Regions from separate parts of the Mus musculus genome. Here all the other regions are linked to region 3. Evidence: chromatin contacts called from public HiChIP or PLAC-seq and promoter capture Hi-C data. All regions are on one chromosome and are shown on one strand. The core of a region is the stretch at or near the end of the contact, and the rest is flanking DNA. Distances in the headings are between cores, read along the strand shown. Region 1 has its middle 40 kb from the start of Gm40287. Region 2 overlaps Gm40287 (a long non-coding RNA gene). Region 3 holds the start of Ntsr2 (neurotensin receptor 2).

Region 1 (2,864 bases), core at 196-2,695, 1.1 Mb before region 3:
CACTTCAATCCAAGAAATCATTCTGCATTGTGAACCTGCTCAGACCAGGGTCCAGCTAATGACAGACAAGACCTACTTACAATTCAAGCATTGCTAGCTGTGAGAACAAGATTCTTTACACATCTAGAGTCTTATTTTAGCTGTAAATTCTGGGATGTTGTGCTTTTAATGTCTGTCTGGAAAGTACCTATAGTACCTTCAACCCAAATGGAAAACTATAATGTCTATTCCATATAAAACACCTAGAACTCCTATGGTATCTTATGCTATCTCTCTGTATTTTCCTTTCATCTGTTTGTTTCTTAAATTTATTTTTGATGCAGTAGGAAATGCATTTTATTCTATTTCAAAGGAAGTTGAGAGGTCTTATAAGCTAATCTTTGAACATTAATATCTTAGATATATACAAATTGTAAAATAGACAAAAATACAATTTTTTATAATATTCTCCTTCAACTTTTTACAGGTTTAATACAGATACAGTGTGCTATTTTTTAATACAAGGACATACTATACTTTGAGTGTATTCCCTAAGTAGACCAGTACTCTCCTCTGCTTCCCTGTCTCTTCTACTTCCAGGTAGTCCTTTCTCTTCTCCTAGACTATTCTATTTGCAGACAATCAATGCCAAGTGGGGACATGATGATTGCATAATTTAATTATGCATGAATTAGTGTCTTGACCTTAGCAACATTTTCAGCAACAGAGTCAGAAATTTTGAAAACTATAATTACTTAAAAAAAAATAAGCATAGCCTAGATTCTGGTTGTATAATAACGATACCAGACTATCTGATGGGTTCCAGACAGTGTATTTGTCCAGGTATTTTCTTTACTCTATGATGGCAACTTGTCAGCTTAGTGAATATCTACTTACAGGAATATGTAGCCAGATATTTAAATTTATTTGGAGTTCAGCCTAACTTATTAATCAATCAGCACAACTAAGCATTTAAAGTGTCAAGAACCATATCTGACAGACCCAGACATAGAGCGGAGGATGGTCCGTCACATGATAATGATCGAAAAAGAGACGGGCATGGTAGAGGGCAAAATTGTGGCTGGCAACAAGCATCAGATTTTAGTTTTCTGCAAATGAACCTAGTCTAGGGGAGTTGTTCAATGTACATGTAACTGTCTGTGAAAGTGGTGAGCTTCCAGGACAAGAGAAAAATAACAAAACAATATTGAGATATAACTTTTTTTCCTACCACTTACACAATTTTAGTTTTGTAGATGAGAATTGAGATGAGTGAAAAAAAAAATGCCAATCACTGCTAGTGTTCTTTCTTGCTGCACTCCAATTATATAACAAAACTCAGGCATTTTAACAAGCAGAGGGCTTTTCAAAAAAAAAAAAAAACCCTCTGAGAACAGAGGAACCCAATTCAACTGTACTCAGAGTGGGAAGGAAGCAGACAGGATGACCTCATTGTTGTGTTTCTAGGAAAGATGAGTCATGCAGTCTGCTCAGATTCAGGGTAGCTGGAGGGAAGCTGGATATCCATGATGCTTTCTTCCTTTTTAATAGGGACCAGTCTCATGTTTCTTTTCAAACAAAAGGAAAGAAAACACTTAGAAACTGGCCCAAATGAAGACAACATCGCTAGAATGTTCTGGAAAATATAAATAAATCTGTTTCAACTTGAGATTAATTGAGTTGAGTGTGGAGGGTGGGTAGGAAATAAGGGTCACATAAACTATCCAAAATCCCAGGCTCTCCTCTTTCTCCCTCCTGCCAGCAAGCATCCGCAAGTTCAATTCCAAGTTCCCTTTGATTCCCTTGCAAGAACAAAGGCCTAGTTCAGAGCAATGCAGCAGTGTAAGAAGGGGCAGGGAGCAGCCAGAGGCATCTGCAGCTGCATCAGACCCCATGAGGAGGGAGGGGACTGAAGGGGACATTCATGCTTCTCTCCAGGACAAACGTCTGTTGCTAAGTGGAGTGTGGTAGGCATCGCTGGGAAAGCTTTTTCTTCTTAATCGCTCCAAACTTTATACTGTGGTTTTATGACCCTATAACACAGCGTTTACTGAAAAGTCTACTACAGAGCAGGTGCTGTGGAGATTTATGGATGCAGAATTGCCACAGTGCCTAAGGGGCACCTGATTGCCATGTCCTGAGAGACTCTCTGCTGATCACTGTGGTTTTACCTGTTCTGGAAAGTTGTTATGCCACTTTATCAGTCTCTAAGAAGAAAAATAGAGGTCACGGTGACCTTTTATCAAGAGTGGGGAAATGTAAAATGTACATTTTCCTTGAAGCTCCATTTCATCAGATTCATCATAGCAGGAAAACAGCTTGGAATCCTACTGCAGGTTTGTTTGCTTTCACAGCAGGCTAGTGGTGACTTCCTAAAATTAGAGCTCAAATTCTAACAATATCCAAAAACAGCGTCCCTATAGCTTGGCTCTGAAGTTGTAGCAAGTATTAAATGTATTAATAAAATCTTAAGGATTTAAAATATTTTATTTCAGAGAATTTCATAGACATAAGCAATTAATTATGGCCATATCTAGGCTCTCTTTCTTCCTCTAGCTTCCATTTCTGCAAAAATAGAAACCGTTAAACTTCATCTTGTCATACATAATCACTAAATTCAATTAGTACTGCCTAGAGGAGCGTGTTGAAAGGGGGCTTTTAAATGATTTAAAAATATTTATTTGTCTTATTTTTATTTAAATCTATGTCTTTGTCTATGTAAGTATCTGACATATATGTGTAGCTAGCTGCCCACAGAGGACAGAAGAACATTTCAGGTACCCTGGAGCTGAAGGTAGAGTTGCTGTGAGCCACTTGTCTGGCTTCTGGAAAAGAAACTCTCAGGTTTTTGAAAGGATGTGTTCCTAACCACTGAGCCATTCCTC
Region 2 (3,144 bases), core at 199-2,698, 1.0 Mb before region 3:
CCACATGTTTAGAAGAGTCCAGTTCGTCCATATCTCCATCAGCATCTCAGAAGCTTTAAGGTAGCTTCATTTGTATCATGGCCAAACTCGTTTAAAACATTCAGCTTAGCCACATACATTGTCATGAATGAAGTAGTCAATCTAGGTAAGAGTTGCCAGTGCACAGGCTTTGAAAGCTGCATTGTAGTGCTGGACAACCATTGACCTAAGAGAGAAAACAAATTAGAAGGCAAGAAGGTGGGTTAATAACACACAGCACATAAAGCTAAGAGGCAGGGTGGTAGATAACATAAGTGTTCCTATGATTGCTGCGTCCCAGGTTGGCAGTCTATTCCTGAACATGGGATGGTCTAAAACCCAAGCTGCTCATACGCAATGGCACTGAGATTGACCAAGCTGCCCATATGCAATGGCTCTGAGATTGAGTTTGATTTTCTGTCTTCATTAGACTAAGTGAAATGTTCTCTTTCTCTCAGGTGACATGTCTAAGAATTCCTTCAGAAAATGAATTTCCTACTATGTGTTAAGTAGCAGAGCTTTTGTGGGCTCTCTGAGTCTAAAATAGCTTTGCCATTTGTGAGCAGTCTTCCATTAACATGGCTTCCAAGCTCCCTTGAAGGGTGCTGTTGGAATCTGGTATGTTAAGATAAGGCATTTAGGAATCTTTTCCCACTTTCTCTGGGAGACATCACACACATTCCTGGATCTCTTGGCCAACCCTGACCCATGAAAACGTACTGTAACTATAGTAGCAAAAGGACAATGTTATGTTTTAAACTGAAAGCTTATAAAAGCATTTTAATCACTTATACATTATAAGGGAAAGTTATTTTTTACTATTATTTTTCATAAAACTATCAAAGAAGCCTTATAAGTTTTATGAACACTGTGTTTTTATGATCTCCTTTATTAATAAAAAGCTAATATTGTAATTGTTTCTGTGGTAACAGAATGATTACATAAATGAATATATTTAAGATAACTGCATACTCACTCCCCCCCCCCCTCTTTTCTTCATACAAAGTATGTACGTTTTCTTTAGAATCCAAATTTGTGCTTTGGGAAAGGCAGCCGAATAGCCAACGTTGTAATTTTATGAAACCACAAAAGGTTCTCTTATAAAGGGCTCTGACTTGAATGCACACTAAAAGGAAATTAATAGTCTCAGTTCAAACATCCTCCTTAATCCATCTCCTTTTGCCTCTTCTAGGCAAGAGAAGAATGCAGTTGTCACACTGGCTTAGGGAAGGGACAAGTGTTGAGCAGCAGGCTGCTGGCATGAAACCATGGAAGCTGGTCCTGGGGTATCTCAGCAGCCTTGAGGGAGCTGCCAGGCCAGAGATGTGTAGTGTGTCATTATCAATTTGCACTCTGATTTCCTAACAGTTCAAGAGGCCTTTTGACAAAAGCCTGCGTGCAGATCTAATAATAACTCTGGATTTTTGCTGAATGTCTCACAACCTGGGAACAGGCCCAATTGCTGAACATACTTACACTGCATGAGTTTGTTTTACTGAGCCTAAAAGGGACAGCCAAGATGATTAGAAAATGTGCTCTTGGGGAATGGTCCCCTTTTTAAATGCCTCTTTTAATAGAATTTCCGGTTGTTTCTAAGTCTGCATCCCAAGTGAGTAACTATTGCAATTGGGGATCAGAGATCTGTTTTCTGGGTCTAATGTAGATTCACATGGTCCTTATTACTAACCATATTATATTATAAGAATATCTAATGACCAAGACTGACCTACTTCTTGCTATTTAAACACAAAAGATCTAGCCTGTTTACAAGTCCCAATATGCATTTAAATCTCACAGCTAGCTGAGAGTCATACTCCTTATCAGTCTGGTTTCCCATTAGAATGTCCATTGGTAATTTGTATTCATTTTAGTCCATGGGAGTATATGGAAATACCTCCACCTCCACCTCTAAACATTCGTGAATTTGTTCAAAAAATGTAGTGTTTTCTGACCATTTCTATCTTCTAATGCAGTGTTCATCAAGGCAAATGGATCCTCCCACATTGTTGCCCAAGAGGCCAAGTTCTCATATTGTCAAATGAAAACAGTCTAGCACATGCTTAATATGAGGACAGAGAGTGGGAAGGAGAAGGGGATGGGTTCATATCTCATTCTCAACACCAGGGATTGTGCCATGCCTTGTTCAAATGAGAAACACGTGGTTCTGTGTCACTGGTCTCATTCTGTGCCTTTCCATTCCCCAATTCTCTGATCTTTGCATCTCTACCTCCTGATTAATATAATTTTGGATGTGAAATATCCTCCAAAGGCTGATGTGTGAAAACCTTGATCCCCATGGACCTATTGGAGGTGGTAACACATTCAGAGGTAAAATCTTTATGGAGGTAGTTAAGTCACAGAGGAATGCCTTGAAGGATATAGATATTAGAGGCCTGGACTCTTCCTCTAACCATTCCCTTTCAGATTATATAAAGCATAGCAGATTTCTGCTGCCATCTCTCACAGTTGTCATGCACCATGGTACCCTAGACCAATAGCAACACAGCCAAGCAACTATGAATTGGAATCTTTGAAATTGTAAGCCAAGTAAATAATTCCTCATTGTAAGTTGTGTCTCTTGGATATTCTATCACGGTGACACATAAAGATAACTAATACATCAACTCATTATATAGCATATATAGGTCTCAAAACTGAGATCTCTTGTATTATTTGCTCTCTTCACATGTCCAATATGAAACAGGGAAGAAGCTCAAAAACAGAAGAAAAAACTAAAGCTAAAAATTGTTATCAAACTAATGTTCTGGTAGTTTTAATAATTCTTGAAAGCATTGTGAGTAGAGAAGGTTCACATGGTATCACTATATATTAGATGCAAGATATACAACATGATACAAACATGAAGTGACTTTACATCACATAGAGTTATATCCTTCAGCAGACATAAGCGTGTCCCTTCAAAACTTTACCTAGAATTGAACATTCAACCTCTCCTTTTAGATATTTACAGAGATATAATAGTCTGCCCATTGTCTATAGTTAACTAATCACATTGCTATTAAGTACAGAACTATTAAAAATAATTTCTCTCTTGTATTGAGTTCATTTGGCATTCTATAAATGTCCTCTTGTCTTTGAAATCACTCTGGCCTCTGAGAGCTCAGG
Region 3 (2,927 bases), core at 84-2,583:
AATCTCAGTTTCATTGTGGATATGGATCTGGAAGAAGATGAAACTGATTGTCACTGGGCCATACAACCTGTGAGGTTGGAAAAACAGAATCCGGAGGTATGGGTGTCAATCTAATTCTGTCCCCAGTAGACACTAGACCTCCTCTGAACAGGAAGATGGGTATCCAAAAAGTCTTCCAGCTCCAGAGTTCTCATTTCTTCATGAGCTCACAAATACGCACAGTTTAACAGATTTAACACACACTCGTCCCTCTGCTCTGAGGGTGACATCCTGGGACAGTGTGATACCAGGAGGGTGCGTGCACTGGCCACCTTCTTGAGGTTATTACTGCGACAGAGTGTCATAGTTAGGGTTGTACTGCTGTGAACAGACACCATGACCAAGGCAACTCTTATAAAGACAACTTTTAATTGGGGCTGGCTTACAGGTTCAGATGTTTAGTCCATTATTATCAAGTCAGGAGCATGGCAGCATCCAGGCAGGCATGGTACAGGCAGAGCTGAGAGTTTTACATCTTCATCTGAAGGCTGCTATGAGAAGACTAACCTCCAGGCAGCTAAGATGAGGGTCTTATAGCCCACACGCACAGTGACAAACCTACTCCAACAAGGCTATGCCTTTTTTTGTTTTTTGTTTTTTGTTTTTTGTTTTTTGTTTTTCTGAGACAGGGTTGGCTGTCCTGGAACTCACTCTGTAGACCAGACTGGCATCGAACTCAGAAATTCGTCTGCCTCCCAAGTACTGGGATTAAAGGTGTATGCCACCATGCCCGGCTAAGGCCACGCCTTCTAATAGTGCCACTCCCTGGGCCAAGCACATACAAACCATCACACAGAGGCAGCCAGGTTAATGAGAGCAAAGTTGCTGAAGCCTGGCAAAGCCTTCTCTGAGCTGTCTCTTTCTCAGATTGCTCATAGAAATGACAACAAACAGACGGGGGTGAGGGATGTTGCGAAGTTCAAATTGTGTCTGTCTGTCTGTACTGTAGCTTGAGCATCTGCCTGCCAATTAACTCATTTGATCCCTAGAGAAATTCTGCAGCATGGGTAGTATTTTAAAGTTGAAAAGCAATGGGGTGGGGACAGAGGGCTTTTAAAAACCTACCCACGGGTCACATGGCTTACCAGCAATGCCATCCAGGTGAACCTCAAAGGATGTCCTCCCCCACCTTCTTCCACCAACACGTGCTTTTCTGGATGAGCCAAATGGCAGAAAGATTGAAGACTGATTCTGGAACTCCCTCCAGAGGCGTGTCCTCCCAGTTTTGGAGGTTCCCAGAAAGGAGGTGGTGCTGGCTCCCCGGGCAGCTAGCCCAGGCTCTGGGCAGTGAGAGGGAGGGAGATCAGGCCACCACGAGACAGAGATGGAGACCAGCAGCCTGTGGCCCCCGAGGCCCAGCCCCAGTGCAGGGCTGAGCCTGGAGGCGCGGCTGGGCGTGGACACTCGCCTCTGGGCCAAGGTGCTGTTCACCGCGCTCTATTCGCTCATCTTCGCGCTTGGCACAGCCGGCAATGCGCTGTCCGTGCACGTGGTGCTGAAGGCGCGGGCGGGTCGCCCCGGGCGCCTGCGCTACCACGTGCTCAGCCTGGCACTGTCAGCCCTGCTGCTACTGCTGATCAGCGTGCCCATGGAGCTCTACAACTTCGTGTGGTCCCACTACCCCTGGGTCTTCGGCGATCTCGGCTGTCGTGGCTATTACTTCGTGCGTGAGCTGTGCGCCTACGCCACGGTGCTGAGCGTGGCCAGCCTGAGCGCAGAGCGCTGCCTGGCCGTGTGCCAGCCGCTGCGCGCCCGCCGCCTGCTCACCCCGCGCCGCACCCGCCGCCTGCTGTCACTAGTCTGGGTCGCCTCTCTGGGCCTTGCCCTGCCCATGGCGGTTATCATGGGACAGAAGCACGAAATGGAGAGGGCCGACGGGGAGCCTGAGCCTGCCTCGCGTGTGTGCACGGTGCTAGTAAGTCGCGCCACGCTCCAGGTCTTCATCCAGGTAAGGGAGTGGGGAGTGGGGTACAGTAGAAGGGGAAACCTATGTCCTACAGTTAGCCTTTAACACACACACACACACACACACACACACACACACACACACACACACACACACACACACTGGGGTAGTGAAAGAAACTAAAGCAACTCCTCCAGGGTCCTTCCCAGATATTCAAAGGACCAAGGAAGGGTGCAAGCAGCATCCCTTCACTACCCGTGAGCACACAGAGGATCTGGAAGGGTAAACATGTGAAAGTGCAGAAAGGCATGCTGGCTGGTGCATCAGGACATGTGTGGGATTAGGGGCTGCATAGATGACTGGACCATCATATCTTCTGCATTGAATTCCTGGCCAGGTGTGGACTGGAGTCTTGCAGCTATTGCTTGAGATTTTCAAGTCCGGGTGTGCCAGAACAATGGATTAGACTAGGGGCACACATATGGTGGTAGAACAGAAGGGTTTGTCAGGAAGAAAAACACTTGCACAACTGAAGTGGATACAGAGCAGAAGAGGAGGGAGCTGTTAGAAGCTCAAGGGCACTGGCCAGGAGTAGAGTATGTGCCATTTGCACAGCACCTGCCTTCTCCCACATTTATAATCCATGAGCTTTTTCTACTGTTTTGTCTCTTATGTGTAGCTGTTGGTGAGGGTCCCCAGCCTTTCTCTGCCATTGGTTTCTTTCATATTAATCTTGATACCTCTTTCTCTCCACCCTATTCTCTTGCCACAGTACAAGGCTGCGGTGCCTGGCATAAAGCTCCTTTTCTCTGCACCATCCTGTGTGTATCATCTGGGTCTGGTGGGCAGGAAGGGAGGAGTCTAGGACCTATTCATCCGTCCTTCACTTACCACCTCCCTCTTCACCCAAGAGAAACCATGGAAAGAGCCAATTGTGCCCATGTTTAACCATGTCCTACGGGGCTGCCTTTTCCCTATCTGG

Evidence for each region. Promoter capture Hi-C pulls out the DNA fragments that hold promoters and counts their contacts. HiChIP or PLAC-seq counts read pairs in DNA pulled down with a chosen protein or histone mark.
Region 1: a contact with region 3 is called in an H3K27ac HiChIP or PLAC-seq map of stem cell-derived neural progenitor cells, with 5 times the contacts expected there. The contact joins the enhancer-like site here to the promoter of Ntsr2 in region 3. A contact is called at or near these places in 1 of 39 promoter capture datasets (liver), 1 of 484 Hi-C or Micro-C datasets (brown adipocytes), 2 of 115 datasets of contacts at active chromatin or transcription factors (embryonic stem cells and stem cell-derived neural progenitor cells) and 1 of 9 other capture datasets (liver).
Region 2: a contact with region 3 is called in a promoter capture Hi-C map of the 3T3-L1 cell line, with 9 times the contacts expected there. The contact joins the enhancer-like site here to the promoter of Ntsr2 in region 3. A contact is called at or near these places in 5 of 39 promoter capture datasets (the 3T3-L1 cell line, 3T3-L1-derived adipocytes, hippocampal neurons and 2 more), 1 of 15 datasets of contacts at CTCF or cohesin (the NIH/3T3 cell line), 1 of 484 Hi-C or Micro-C datasets (embryonic fibroblasts) and 1 of 115 datasets of contacts at active chromatin or transcription factors (astrocytes).

The regions. Positions count from the first base shown.
Region 1 is chr12:15,564,841-15,567,704 of GRCm38.p6, forward strand. No RefSeq gene overlaps it. Among named protein-coding and RNA genes, the nearest start is that of Gm40287, 40 kb to the right of the region's middle. Within about 2 kb of position 1,446, at least 93 of the 459 cell types and tissues checked have an H3K27ac peak or open chromatin away from gene starts, as enhancers often do. A contact at or near this core is called in stem cell-derived neural progenitor cells, where this site is marked.
Region 2 is chr12:15,616,158-15,619,301 of GRCm38.p6, forward strand. All of the region lies in intron 1 of Gm40287 (a long non-coding RNA gene), which reads left to right. Among named protein-coding and RNA genes, the nearest start is that of Gm40287, 11 kb to the left of the region's middle. Within about 2 kb of position 1,449, at least 58 of the 459 cell types and tissues checked have an H3K27ac peak or open chromatin away from gene starts, as enhancers often do. A contact at or near this core is called in the NIH/3T3 cell line, where this site is marked.
Region 3 is chr12:16,652,137-16,655,063 of GRCm38.p6, forward strand. It overlaps Ntsr2 (neurotensin receptor 2), which reads left to right and starts at 1,334. Exons shown (of 4, transcript NM_008747.2): 1 at 1,334-1,987. The coding sequence starts at 1,364. It also overlaps a transcript of Lpin1 not described here.